Linked DNA regions of Mus musculus: all the other regions are linked to region 2. The links are chromatin contacts, called in public HiChIP or PLAC-seq maps. All regions are on one chromosome and are shown on one strand. The core of a region is the stretch at or near the end of the contact, and the rest is flanking DNA. Distances in the headings are between cores, read along the strand shown.

Region 1 (3,287 bases), core at 230-2,729, 550 kb after region 2:
TTTAGGACTTCATTTGTTTGGTTTTTTTTTTAAGCTATATTTTTCTAAAACATCATAGAAGGAAGCTGTGGGCTTCGATCGGAAGATCACAAGTTTTAGGTTAAAGACGCAGAGAATGAGTGTTGTTTGCGGTAGTCACAAAGCAAGCGACGGAGGGCACAATTCCTGCCTAGCCTGCTGCAACCTCTGACTTTCTTGCAGGCGTGCTAAAAGTTTTGATTTTTTTCCCCATCCTGGTCTGCTAATCTGTAAGTACTCATGACCATCTCTGATAACCTACTTCCGAATCCTTAAAATGGACATCTCAACACACAGTCCGCTGAGCGTCCTGAGGATTTAATAAAATCAGTGAACATTGATTGAGTAGCTAAAAAGTTTCACTCTGAAGACTTTTGAGAAGAGGAGGCAACCAAACTGTAAAAGCTGCTGTCCCCAATACACTGAATCATAGAAAGACCCTTGCCGAGAGAATGAAGGCAGGAGAATGAAGCTTTCCGTGTGGATGAGCACGTGTAACAGCCTGGGTCTGAGTCTTTGGACTACCACACAAAACCATCTCTATAAATTACCGGGCCTTCTTGTGCCTCAGTTGCCCCATCTGTAAAATGGAGACTAAGTGCATAATGATCTAGGACCCCTATTCTGTCTTAAATTCTCCTACCTTAACGCAGATGCGGGAGAGCATGTGTTTCCAGTTGCTGCCAGTAGGGGGCAAATGCGCACAAACCCCTGAACGCATACAGACTGATAAGGTTTGAGAATACAGTGGAAAAAAACCCTAGCCACTTCTCTTCTGGAAGCACTCTGTCCTAAGGGGCTGTGGGAGGGCCAAATGAGATTCCTTTAAACTATTTTGTACAAACTCCTTAAAAAAACAAAAACAAAAACAAAAAAAGCCTTAAACAGTAAGAATACCATTCTCTGTATCAAGAGGGGCAGCTTGGTGAGCAGGCCCTCCAAAGAACTGAGGGGTGAGGCCAGGGTTGGGGGAGGTGGTGGGTTTTTCTTGAGCTGGCTATCCGTGCAGAATCCGGCTTCCTCCTAAAGGCAGCTAAAGGATGGGCAGAGATTTAAGCGCCTGTACACATTCTCTCAGCTGCCTTTGGTTTAGTGGAACCAGAGGAAGTGGGGGCCGGTGAAGAGGGTGGGTGGCCACCTTCCCGGAGGAGACAAAAAAAAATCTCTCCGGCAAGCCGTCAAACCTGAGTCAAACACCCCCGGAGGAGGCACTCTGGCTTCCTCACGGAGGGGCTGCCGTGGGAGCTGGAAACAGAGACTCAGTCCCAGGCCCCAGCTAAGTCTCTGAGCCCCGACACCCCCTTTCAATTCATTCAAAAGAGCAAAGAAAAGCTGCTTACGTGAAGACAAGTGGTGGCTAGGTCCAGACAGAAGGCTTTCAAGGCAAGAGAAGGCAAGCGCGCTCCCAGCACCAGCGGACTGTAGAAATAAAGGCACCTGTAGCCGTGTGATATAAGTGACACCTACAGACAGGTCCGTTTGGTTTTTCAGGTTTATGCACAGCCCCTTTGATGACGGTGACATACGGTGTGACACGGCTCCTCGGGGGTGGGGGGTGGTTTTCACATGCAGAAAGTTTACCTTTCTCCTGCTTTTGTGCCCAGCTCCCACCACCCACCGAGGGGACCCAGGAAATGAGCAGAGAATTCTTGCCCCCGGGGGGATAAGTGGAGTGCTGGCTGGAGCAGTCTCCGTTGAGCAAGCTGGAGGGAAGGAAATTCAGGCCTGGTGTCTGTTCATTGCAGCCTTTGCCTGGGCTGGCCAAGTCCCGAACCTCTGTATGTAGTGTTATCCCCTATTCTGTGCGTGTTAGGAAAGAAGAGCAGTGCCAAGAAGTGGTAAAGAATAAAGGTGCTTCAGGGATCAAATTCTGAGCCGGTCATTTTCTGGCTGCATTACTGTGAATAAGTTAATGAGCATATCCGGGATCCATCAGATTAATGCAATAATGGAATCTGTCCTTGGGTTGCTGGGAAGGCCATACTTGGTAATGTCAGCCAATCACCTGGAAGCCTGTCCTTGGGCGCTACATATTTCCTTCTATTGATCCTGGTGGGGACCTTCCGATCAGGGGGCAGGGAGAGAGTCAGGGAGCAGTGCTTTCACTGGCCTTTCCACTCTAAGCACCCAAAGGGCGCCATGTTTGAATACAGGAGCCATGTGACAGCTTTCCCCCTTTCCCAGTGTCCTCTGTTTTAGAAATGGCGATATGAAGGGATCGTGGAGCTGCAGTGTCAAACATCCAGAACAACACGGGGGCGGGGGGTCCTGATTGGCTTGCAAGCTGTCAGCTGTCTCACTGAGAACTACCCAGTTTTTAGGACATCTCTCAAATCTAAATGACGGCCTAGGCAGTCATCTGGGAGGAGTGTTCATAACCCCCTTTCGTGGGTTCCGTTCCTCTCTCAATCTCAGGCAGCCAAGACACCAAGGTGCTCAAACTGCAGACTCTGTGATCTTGAAGTGGAAAGCAGAGATTGACTGGTTGGTTAGGTTTTCTTGGGAACACTGGGCATAGGCACAAACACTCAAATCCAAACACCCGAACGGCGTGAAGAAACAAAAGGCAGTTCATGTGAGGAGTCATGTGTCATCATGGAAAAATAGTCGGGGCAAGATAAGTGGCCTGTTGAGGCTCTGGCTTGGCTCTGGGACCTTAGGTGGGAGAGCCAGCTTTTCTGGGTCAGAATTCTCCCAACAGTAATAGGAGAAAACGGGATTAAGTTATTTATTTATTTATTTAATCATTTTGTTGGATTTAACAGTGCCTTTAATCCCAACACTCAGGCGGCAGATATCTGTGGGTTTGAGGCCAGGTTGATTTACACAGTGAGTTTTAGGCTACCCAGGGTGATCCACACAATGAGACCCTGTATCACTAGGCATTTTTAAAACATGTTTTTTTTTTTTTTTTTTTTTTTAATGCATACTGGTATTCTGCCTACTTGTATCCTGTATGTGAGAGGGTCAGATCCTCTGGAACTGGAGTTACAGACGGTTGTGAGCTGCCACGTGGGTGCTGGGAATTGAACCTGGGTCCTCTGCAAGAGCAGCAAACTTTGAGCCATCTCTCCAGCCTCTCCTCTTTGCTTTTGGCACAGTCTATTGCTGAGCCTGATTTAGCTACACTAGCTGGGTTACAAGCTTCCAGGCTCCTCCTGACTCTGCCTCTCTAGTCCTGGGATTGCAGGCCTGCCCTGCTACACCTGGCTTTTTCTTTAATTTGGGTTCTAGAGATTGACTGAACTCAAGGCTTGGGGAGGGAAGTG
Region 2 (3,104 bases), core at 348-2,847:
AGAACACGCTGGGTTTTTATGCTGCTGGCTGAGGGTAAAGCCCAGGTAAATAAACACCACAGAAGGCTGAAATTGAAGGGGGGGGTGAATAGGAAAACTCCAGCAGGAAAGCACAATTCTTTTAAAGCAGGAAAAGAAAAGAAAAGGGGGGCAAAACCCCACCAAAACAAATGCATCTTAAAAGCCCAAACGGACAAGTCATTAGCAGTGCCTTTGGTCTTGTGTTAACAAATCCCTTCAAAGGATTAGATGAGGACTTCAAAGGAATAAAAACTCAAAACCAGACAGCTAATGACTCTTAAAAGGGCATTTGTGTGGACGTGGAAAAAAAAAAACCGATACCTTCGTTCCTGGCTCCCCTTGTTAAGGCTAGAGAATGGGCTAGGAGGGTACAGGCTGTGGAATGGGGAAGGGAGGGGGGGCTGTTCTTTGCAAACCAGCGCAAAGCTCAGAGCACTAGACAGTACATGCTCATTAAAGCTCTGGTTCGCTGACACACACACACACAGCCCTTCTGAGAGTTCGATGAGATTCTGCTCCCTAGAAAAACATACTAGACAGAAAAAAAAATGTGCACTAACTTTCGAGGTTCACATGCCCGCACTAGGAAACTCAGGGGAGGGGCGAACATGTACCGGGAGGAACGACAGATTAGCAATTCTAGAAGTCTCTGGAGGCCAGAACCAGTTCCCAGGTGGACAAGCGGACCTCATCAACTGTCCGCTCTACTCCGGGCCTGGTAGGAGAGTCGACGTCGGAGACCCCGGGATGTTCTAGTTGGGATGCCCCCCTTTCCAAGGCCAAATGGACAAAAAGGAAGGGAACCTGGAGAGGGTGGGACGAAAAGGGAGAAGGCAGAATCTTGTCCTCCACTCTCCCTGCCCTGCACCTGTGCCTCAGAGCTCCGGGTGCCAGCTCCTGGGCAAACTTTCTGGCCCTGGTAAAGGTTTGGGGAGCTTTCCAGATAGCCCGGAGCGGTCCGCAGGGTCGATCCCAGTTACAGCTTCCGCCGCCCAGTCCCTCTCGGTGTTTCCAGAGTCACCCGCGAGGAAAGAGAACCCCTGGGAGACGGAGGGATCAAGGGCACGCTGCGGGCGCGCACCTGGAGTCAGCCCCTCGCGCCTAGCCTGGGACCCTGTTTGGGGTGCCGGAACAGAAGCGCCACACTTACTCAGACGGGTCCAGGCTCTTCCTTTCGATGGCCGAGGACATTGGGGAGGGGGGCGGCGTGCCGGGCGGCGGGGGCGCTCCCTTTGTGGCGCGTGGCTGGCTAGCTGCCTGGACTCGGACCCCCTCGGGTGCTCGGGCGCCGCCGCTCCTGCGCCTCCTCTTGCTCGGTCGCTCCGCTGGCGAGCTCGCCCCTCCACGCTCAAGGACAGTCACCGCGCTCCCTTCAAACGCCAAAGAGAGAGAGCGAATCATCCAGCTGCCCGGCGCGCGGCGGCCAAGGCAGGGGGCCGGGGAGCAGCCCGGCCTCCCTCCGGTGGCTGCGACAGCTGCCGCTGCTCAGGACTTAACCTTCCATCCCGGTCCCGCTGCCGTCACCACAGCCGCCGCCGCCGCCGCCCGGTCCCGATCGCGCGCAGTAGCCGGCTCCGCCCGGTCGCCCCGAGCCCCTCGCACCTTCGCCGGGGTCGGGGCGCCGGGGGCAGTGAGGGGGCGGCGGCCTGGGGGCGGGGAGCTGACCGCGCGGCTCTCCCCAGGCTCCCTCCTCTCTCGCGAAGGTCTATTTTCGCTCAGCTTCCCTCTGTCTCTGGTTTCATTTCCTTTTTCCTGATCACGATTCAAATACAATAGAAGGAAATCACATTTAAAGAGACAGCTGCCCGCCCCCTCCCCCCTTTTTTTCTTCCTTTTTTTTTTTTTTTTTAAACGGGGCTCCTGGGGATTAGCAATCCAAATAGCGGCGGCGGCGGCGGCGGCGGCGGCAGCGGCAGCAGCAGCAACGGCGACAGCGGCAGCCCTGACTTGGCTTCTTAAAAGGGCCCGCGGCAGAGACCGAGAGTCTCCCCTGAGCCCCTCTCCTGGGGCAAGAATCCCGCTGCCACTAAACTGTCTTTTTCAGAGTTCCCCTTCTTCTGCCTTTCCCTTTGGCCTCAGGCTGAAAGTAACCACTCGCCCGTTCCAGCAGGAAAGAAAAGACAAGAATGTGAAATAAGCACCTGCAGAAATGCAAGCGTTGCTAATGGCTGGCTAGCGCGCGCTCGTCTCGGGTTCGAGGTCCCAAGTCCACAGTCGTGGTGCTCTGCGATGCCCGAGACAGTGCGGCTCTGCTGGCGGCAAGCTAGTAGCTGCGACTGCTCTCCAGAGAGGGGCGCAAGCTGTGTGACCAGGAACCTCACGCGCTAGGTGCGCCTGAGCAGAGCTGGGGGCAGCTAATCCCGCAGGGAGGGTGTCTGGGAGGGACCACGTTGTCCGGGTCTCCTCTCCATCTGCTGGCGGCAGAATTCCCTCCCCTAGCCTCTTTCAAAGAGCGAACTCCAGCGGTGAGGCTGGCCCTCTCTGTAAAGTATCAGCAGCAATACTTGCTTGGACCGGAGGAAGTTCCTTCCCGATAAAAAGACTTTCAGTTATTACTTACTATTATTTTGTCTTATATAAAACAAAGAAAAGGGCAGGTTTCTCCTTCAAGCTTGAAGACAAGTTCTAGAAGGAGAAAGAAATACAGAAGGGAAGAGATGGATTCCAGCTAGCTACTTTTCAGGAGAAAAACCTAGGTCCCCCTGGGCCTTGAGTTCCTTGAAACTGAGTCCAGAAATGATCGTTCAAGGCCCGTTAGCTTATGATGATGACAGTCTTCAGGTTTGTAAAGAGGAAAGTCCCGAGTGCTCTCAGAATCCATTGTTTAGTAAGAACAGCCCGGATCAAAGACATAGGCATTTCAGCCCCAATTTAAAGATTGCTTTAATAACCTAGACCAGCTCACCCCGGAAGATGATAGTCAGAAATGAATTCCCGGATTCCCCGTACTGAGCAAAGTCCTCCCTGATTTCTCCCTAGCAATAGCCTGAACCACTACCCACAGATTCGTGTCATTTCCCTCTCTCTCCATGTCCTGACACGTATACTGAAAGGGAATAATTAAAATCTGTGTTTGTGCGCCT
Region 3 (3,289 bases), core at 138-2,637, 620 kb before region 2:
AATAAACAGTTTTAGAAAAATAGTTCAAAGACACTGCATTCGTGGGCACCCTGACTTTAGATAAAATGCAAAAGCACTGCCAAGACTTGGAATTAAATTGGTCCTCAAGCGTTTCAGTCACCAAAGTAATTAAGTTCTAATTTGCCTACACTTCATTAACATACAGTCCTATTTTACCTCATCTGTCAACCTCCAATAATTTCTATTTTATTAGCTGGGGATTTGGGAAAAAGAAAAGAAATAAAAATACAAGCGTATTTCATTGCTATAGCAATAAGAAATTTAGGACTTTGTTTTCTTTTAAAACTAAATATACGTGGATCAAGATCAAAACACACACCTTTCAAAAACTCAGTTTTGTTTTTTACAGTAAAAGCCAAACACTAGCCTACAAAATTTAGGATATAAAAGAGCAAAAGAACCAAACATGGAGATGGACGCCTGGAGGCCAAGGAAGCAATCCTGTCAGAAGGTCCTGCCTAGTCAGGGCTACACTGTGAAAACCTATCCAAAACAAACAAACAGCCAAACAGCAAAAGGGTGAGATCTCCTATCTAAAAGTCCCATTTGTAAAATACTTATGTATCATTCATATCTAACCATCCAAACAGATGGTGCCTACAGTGACTAAAGCACATTTCGAGTTTTCAGTTTACCAAATTCTGCAATGTTTGCGTGGTCGTAAAAGCAAAAATAAAGTGTTCCTAAACGAGAGGGGAAGAAAGCGAATCCACAAAATTCCCCCAAAGCTCGGAAGAGCCGTGGCTCTTTTTACCTTCGCTCTCTCGGGGGCCGAATTTTCCAGACTGATTTCGTTATTTCTGGGGACAGAGGACTGGGGGGCAGACGAGGAAAACACTGCCAGCGCAGATACACGTTAGAACAATCTGGGACTACCGGAACACTAAAGTGGTATGAAATACACCGTCCCGACCGAAGAAACTGCAATGGCCAGGGCGAAGCGACGTCTCTGCCATTGTCTAAGTCCCATACTTATTCGTACGAACGCCACAGAGAAGCCCAAACCTGGGAGACTTCGGGGGATGCGCTCCCGATCCCCGGGCTCACTAGCTCTTCAGGGCCCTTGCTCACGCGAACGGGGTGCTCGCACCCACAGGGCTAGAGAGAGAAGAGGTCGCCACGAGGCCCCACCGCTCCCGTTCCTCACCTGCTCCGCGGCTGCGTCTCCTGACATGGCCTCGGGGGACTACAACGTACGCACCAGCCGGCAAAGGGAAGCTAGAAAAGGAAAATTAAACTAAAGGCAAACCCCACCAAAACCAGGAACACTACCCCTGTCCCTCAGAGCCAAAGCCGCCGCCAAATCCGCTGCCGCCGCCGCCGCCGCCGCCGCCCACTCAGATTTGAATTAAAATGGCTGCGCCCCAGCCGGCAGAGGGGGTGTGAGGCGCTTCCGTATTCACTTCCGGGACAGTGGGCGGGGCTGAGGCTTAACTCCCGGATTATTGGAGGTGCACAAGCGCAGAGCGCTCCCAGAGGGCGGGCTCAGTGCGTGAGCTAACGTCACGCCCGGAACTGATGACGCCGCTGTCCAGATTTCCGAGGCCGGCCGGAAAGATCCACCCGATTGGCCTGGGAGCTCCCGCGCTTCTTGGAATTTCACGACTGAGTTGCAGAGCCGAGCTCCTCCCTGCTGAAGCCTGACTGCCAATCCGCTCTGTACAGGCAAACTGACCATTTTAGGGAATAGCGTTGAGAGTTAGTGAATACCTCTCGTGTTTCGGGAATAAGGAGTCTACTAACGCGTTCTGTACGTTTTCTTTTCTTGGGGAGGAGAGGAACACATCAAGTCTGTTTTTTGTTTTTTTGTTTTTTTGTTTTTTTGTTTTTTGTTTTTTTTTTTTTACTTTTGCTGTCACCGTTCACTATTAGACCGGGGATTTTAGTTTAGCGTCTCACCACGATCTCTTATCTGCAAAATTGCGTTGATAGTGGCGAAGGAATGTTGCTTTGCATCCAGACTTCTCACCTACTATAGAGGAGTAGACTGGGCAATTTGCATTATCTGCGTCTCTGTTTCCTTGCCTAAAGATAGGAATAGCAACAGCAGCTAAGATTTAACTTAAAAGGTAAAAGCTCTTATTTGGCTTACGAGTAACCAGGAGGTTATTGAGCGGTGGTGGCACAAGTCTTTAATCACAGTACTCGGGAGACAGAGGCTGGATGGATCTCTGAGGGCAGCCTGGTGTGTAGAGCCCACGGACGAGGGCCATACAATGAGATGCATATATCTTTTTAAGCAAATAGATGCATGAATCAAATGTACATATATTGAGTCACTGCAACATTTGATAATGGAGTCTGAATATTTCAGAAGTCTCCCTCAATGGGGCGTTACTCTTTTAAACTGTTGCTGATGTGACTGACTTAGAAAAATATCCACAATGAGCCAGGATGGTTCAAAGAGTGGAGGTGCTTGCCGTGATGGCCAAAAAACTTGAGTTTGATCCTGGCATCCAATGAGTTGACAGGATAGAACCGACTCCAGGAAGTTATTCCTTGACCTCCACACATGCACTATGGCTTGCAAACTCCTGCACTTACAAACACACAGGCACTCACAAGATAAATATATAAATCTAAAAATAGCCACAAAATTAAGCCAGAAATATAAAATAGCTTATGTGTATATATGTGTGCATGTGTGTGTGCACGCCTATGCGTGCGTGTATTCATCAAAACATTTAAAGAGGTTATTGTTAATGTCACAGATGCAAGGAGAAAGACCACCAACCCAAATCATGATCAAGTTAATTAAAGCAAGACTTTTTTTTTTTTTTTTTTTTTTCATGCACACAGGCTGTCTCTAAGGTCTGGGTCCAAGAGATCAGCCTTGGATGTGGGGAAGATACAGGTGTTTATAGTTCAAGAGTAGAGAGTTGTCAAATGGAAGATTTTGCAGGCAAATAAGAGAGGCTACGAAGCAGAACATAACAAGCTGGTCATAACCTGAAACAAAGTCATGGCTGCCAGGTGATAATAACAAGGTGGTCAAAAGAAGGTGATCATAACAGCAGGTGAGCACAATACACTTCTGAAACAAAGGTGCGGTTGCCAGGTGATCAGAACTAACCCCTGAAACAAAGGTGCGGTTGCCAGGTGATCAGAACTACCCCCTGAAACAAAGGTGCGGTTGCCATTTCCTGGAATAGGCCATATAAAACCATTAGTAGTTAAAATAATAGGTGAGGCATAGCCCAATCCGTGAGAAACAAAGATCCAATCTTAAACAGGAATGGCTTGTCTTTATTATAAGATGGCTTTCAAG
Region 4 (3,318 bases), core at 711-3,210, 750 kb before region 2:
ACTGTCTAACTCCAATCCCAGGGGATTTGGCACCCTGACACAGACATACACATAGGCAAAACACCAATGCACATTAAAACAGACCTTTAAAAACAAAAAGTGGTGAAAGATCATGACTTAAGTGTGAGAGGAAGTTTTCAGATCGAGGCTACTGAAACTGGTGAGATGCACATAGTTGGCAGAGCGGCTGCACACTATCTGGTCTACAATCTTTGTTTTGCACATAGTTAAAGCATGAGTCTTTGGCTACTGGAACTAGCACCTTCTGGAAAAGACGGGAACATTCAGTTTCTAACTGCTAGCACTGCTCAGGCTTTTTTTTTTTTTTCTTTTTCTTTTTTGTGGTTTTGGCTTTTTAAGCCATGGGTTCCCCGTGTAACCCTGGATGGCCTGGAACTCACTCTAGACCAGGCTGGCCTCAAACTTGGAGATCCAACTGCCTCTGCCTCCTGAGTTCTTAAATTTTTTAAATTAAAGATGTGTACCACCATGCCATGCTTGTTCATTCTTTTTATTTCTTTTATTTTGTATGCCTGTGCACAGTGTGTGTGTGTGTGTGAGAGAGAGAGAGAGAGAGAGAGTGAGAGAGAGAGGCCTACTGAGGTCAGAAGAGGGGCTCAGATCCCCTGGAACTGGAGTTCTAGGCAGTTGTGAGCTGCCATGTGGAAGCTGGGCAGCAAGCCCAGGTCCTCTTTAGAAGAGCAGCCAGTACTCATAACTGCTGAGCCATGGCCCCAGCACTTGCTCATGCTTCAGGAAGGAACATTCTAACAGAATGGTCAGACCACGGAAAACATTCTAATAGTCACAGTTAAAAGCCAACTGTGATGTGTCCTGTGTCTAATTCCAATACTTCAGAGGCTGAAATGGGAAGATGGTGAGTTGCAGGCCAGCCTGAGCTACACAGCAAGATAGTGTCTGGGGTTGGAGCAGGGAGCTTACCTTAAACTTACTAAGATTTTTAGAAACTATATAACATTTGTGTGTGTGATGCAATGGGCACGGCAAGGTCAGCACAACTGCCAGTCTTCGTGTGTTTCTTCCGCCTTGTGGAGCCTGGGGACCAAGCTCAGGCTGCCAGGCTTTGAGCAGTCTCTTACCCATTGAGCCAGGTGATCAGCCCAAGAATAGGAGGTTTTATGGTAGAGCTGTCATTTTCTGAAGACATTATAAACTTCAAACCATAGGACCAGTGCTACTCTGAAAACCTTGGAGAACCATGCTGGGTCACTGTCCTCGCTGTTAGCTCCGTGCTCTCACCCAGTCTTCCTCAGATCCTGCTAAGGGACCCATCTCACCTGTGTGCTCAGTGCTTAGGTGACTGTAAACTTGACCTCTGCTCAGCAGAGTCGTCTGTGGACGAGCACTCCATCCAAAGGCAACCTCCTGCAGACTAAGGAGCTAGGTTTTATGCAAATCCAAATTCTACCGGGCTGTGATGGCTATTCCAGGTTGTCAATTTGACTACATCTGGAACGAACTACAATCCAGATCTGGAGGGCACACCTGTGATCCACATCTTGAGGCTGGAAGACACAAGTTTCTCACCTGGACCTTGACATGGAGATTTTGAGGCATAGTGGCTATAAAAAGCTTAGGCCTTGGCAAGGTAGTACAGGCCTTTAATCCCAGGAGACTAAGGCAAGGAGATCTCTAAATTCAAAGTCAACCTGGGACAAATCAAGGCCCAGATCTAGGCATGGCAGTACACACCCTTAATCTGGGCTACACCTTCTGCTGAAGGCCTACATAAGGAAAATTCACTCTTTGCCTGCTTTCGTTTACTTACTAGCACCATCTGTGGGAATCTACTTCTACAGAAGACCAGCTGAAACAACTAGCCTCATGGGATTGAGCAACTACTAGATCCTTGGACTTCCCATTCACAGCTGACCATTGTTGGGGAGTTGGACTACGGACTGTAAGCCATTATAACGAATTCCCTTACTATATAGAGACTTTCCATACGTTCTGTGACTCTGGAGAACCCTGCTTAATACACTGACTAGATCTAAAACACAAGGGAGCAACACTAAGAAACCAGAAACAAGGAACAGTTAGAGGGATCCTGTGTGTCCCAAGGGGGTGACAACAGTCTACCTCCGGGACAGCTGTTACCGTTCTCTCCACACTGCAGTCTGGCGCTGAGCTCACTTTATCTCAAGGTTAGTTTGAGTTTCCAGTCCTTACAGTCAAAGATCGAACCGGCCCATGTATGAACATTTATATTTAAAGGGAACCTTTTAAGTATCAAAAGATTACAGATGAATCATCCTAGCTGGGCAGTGGCGTCGCATGCTTTTGATCCCAGCACTCCGGAGGCAGACAAGATCTCTGTGAGTTCGAGGCCAGCCTGGGCTACAGAACCAGTTCCAGGACAGCCAAGGCTACATAGAGAAACCCTGTCTCAAAACAAAACAAAACAAAAACCAGATGAATTGTCCCAGATAAAATGGAATGGTCTTGGTGTTGTCTCTAGCCTCTTCAGGGAAGACTTAGTGTTTTGTTTTTGTTTTGTTTTGTTTTCGAGACAGGGATTCTCTGTGTAGCCCTGGCTGTCCTGGAACTCACTCTGTAAACCAGGCTGGCCTGGAACTCAGAAATTCGCCTGCCTCTGCCTCCCAAGTGCTGGGATTAAAGGCATGCGCCACCACGCCCAGCCTTTTTTTTTTTTTTTTTTTTTTTTTTTTTTTTTTTTTACTTAGTTTTAAAACCCCAAGGAAGGTAGATTTCTCTAAGGGTATGTCTGTGTTCCATTCTGGCTTTCATGTTTGGATCACTTGGGAAGTTTATTCTTGCCTGGAATTACTGATAATAGATTTTAGATGATACAGTTTTAGAATTTCTGCTTCAGCTGAGCATGGTGGCATATGCCTTTAATCCCAGAATTTGGGAGACAGAGGCAATTGGAGCTCTGTGAATTTAGAGCTAGCCTGATCTACATAGGGAGTCCCAGGCCAGCCAAGAGCTAGCAACACAGTGAGAGGTCTTCTCAAAAAGCAAAAACAAACAAATCCCCCACAAAAGCAAACTAGGCACAGTAGTCTGAATTCAGATAGAATTGAATGTTCAATTAGTTGAATATCTTTCTTTAGTTGTATTCTCCTAAAGTGAACCATCTGGGAATTGTTTTATTTTTAATCTGCTGTATTGTATGTGAACACACCAGCCACTGCTCATGTTGAGATCTGAGTGTAACTGTATGCAGTCAGTTCTCTCCTTCTACCTTAACTGGTGTGTTCTAGGAATCAACTCAGGTTGCCTGGTTTTCATGTCAAAAGTTTGCTGAGCCATCTAGGCATCCCAGGGTGGTGTGTT

Evidence for each region. HiChIP or PLAC-seq counts read pairs in DNA pulled down with a chosen protein or histone mark.
Region 1: a contact with region 2 is called in an H3K4me3 HiChIP or PLAC-seq map of stem cell-derived neural progenitor cells, with 19 read pairs. The contact joins the promoter of Elf5 here to the promoter of Lmo2 in region 2. A contact is called at or near these places in 2 of 39 promoter capture datasets (both in liver) and 2 of 115 datasets of contacts at active chromatin or transcription factors (craniofacial prominence and stem cell-derived neural progenitor cells).
Region 3: a contact with region 2 is called in an H3K4me3 HiChIP or PLAC-seq map of bone marrow-derived macrophages, with 3 times the contacts expected there. The contact joins the promoter of Cstf3 here to the promoter of Lmo2 in region 2. A contact is called at or near these places in 5 of 39 promoter capture datasets (the 3T3-L1 cell line, cranial neural crest, erythroid cells and 2 more), 2 of 115 datasets of contacts at active chromatin or transcription factors (the 230-238 cell line and bone marrow-derived macrophages) and 1 of 9 other capture datasets (liver).
Region 4: an H3K4me3 HiChIP or PLAC-seq map of bone marrow-derived macrophages shows a contact between it and region 2, with 4 times the contacts expected there. The contact joins the promoter of Pin1rt1 here to the promoter of Lmo2 in region 2. A contact is called at or near these places in 1 of 39 promoter capture datasets (hippocampal neurons) and 1 of 115 datasets of contacts at active chromatin or transcription factors (bone marrow-derived macrophages).

The regions. Positions count from the first base shown.
Region 1 is chr2:103,422,260-103,425,546 of GRCm38.p6, reverse strand. It overlaps Elf5 (E74-like factor 5), which reads right to left and starts at 1,479. Exons shown (of 7, transcript NM_010125.3): 1 at 1,359-1,479.
Region 2 is chr2:103,968,780-103,971,883 of GRCm38.p6, reverse strand. It overlaps Lmo2 (LIM domain only 2), which reads right to left and starts at 1,597. Exons shown (of 3, transcript NM_008505.4): 1 at 1,172-1,597. The coding sequence starts at 1,422. All of the region lies in intron 1 of Gm38515 (a long non-coding RNA gene), which reads left to right.
Region 3 is chr2:104,588,582-104,591,870 of GRCm38.p6, reverse strand. It overlaps Cstf3 (cleavage stimulation factor, 3' pre-RNA, subunit 3), which reads right to left and starts at 1,387. Exons shown (of 21, transcript NM_145529.3): 1 at 1,169-1,387. The coding sequence starts at 1,195.
Region 4 is chr2:104,714,932-104,718,249 of GRCm38.p6, reverse strand. Pin1rt1 (protein (peptidyl-prolyl cis/trans isomerase) NIMA-interacting 1, retrogene 1) reads left to right here and starts at 1,960. Exons shown (of 2, transcript NM_001033768.2): 1 at 1,960-2,165.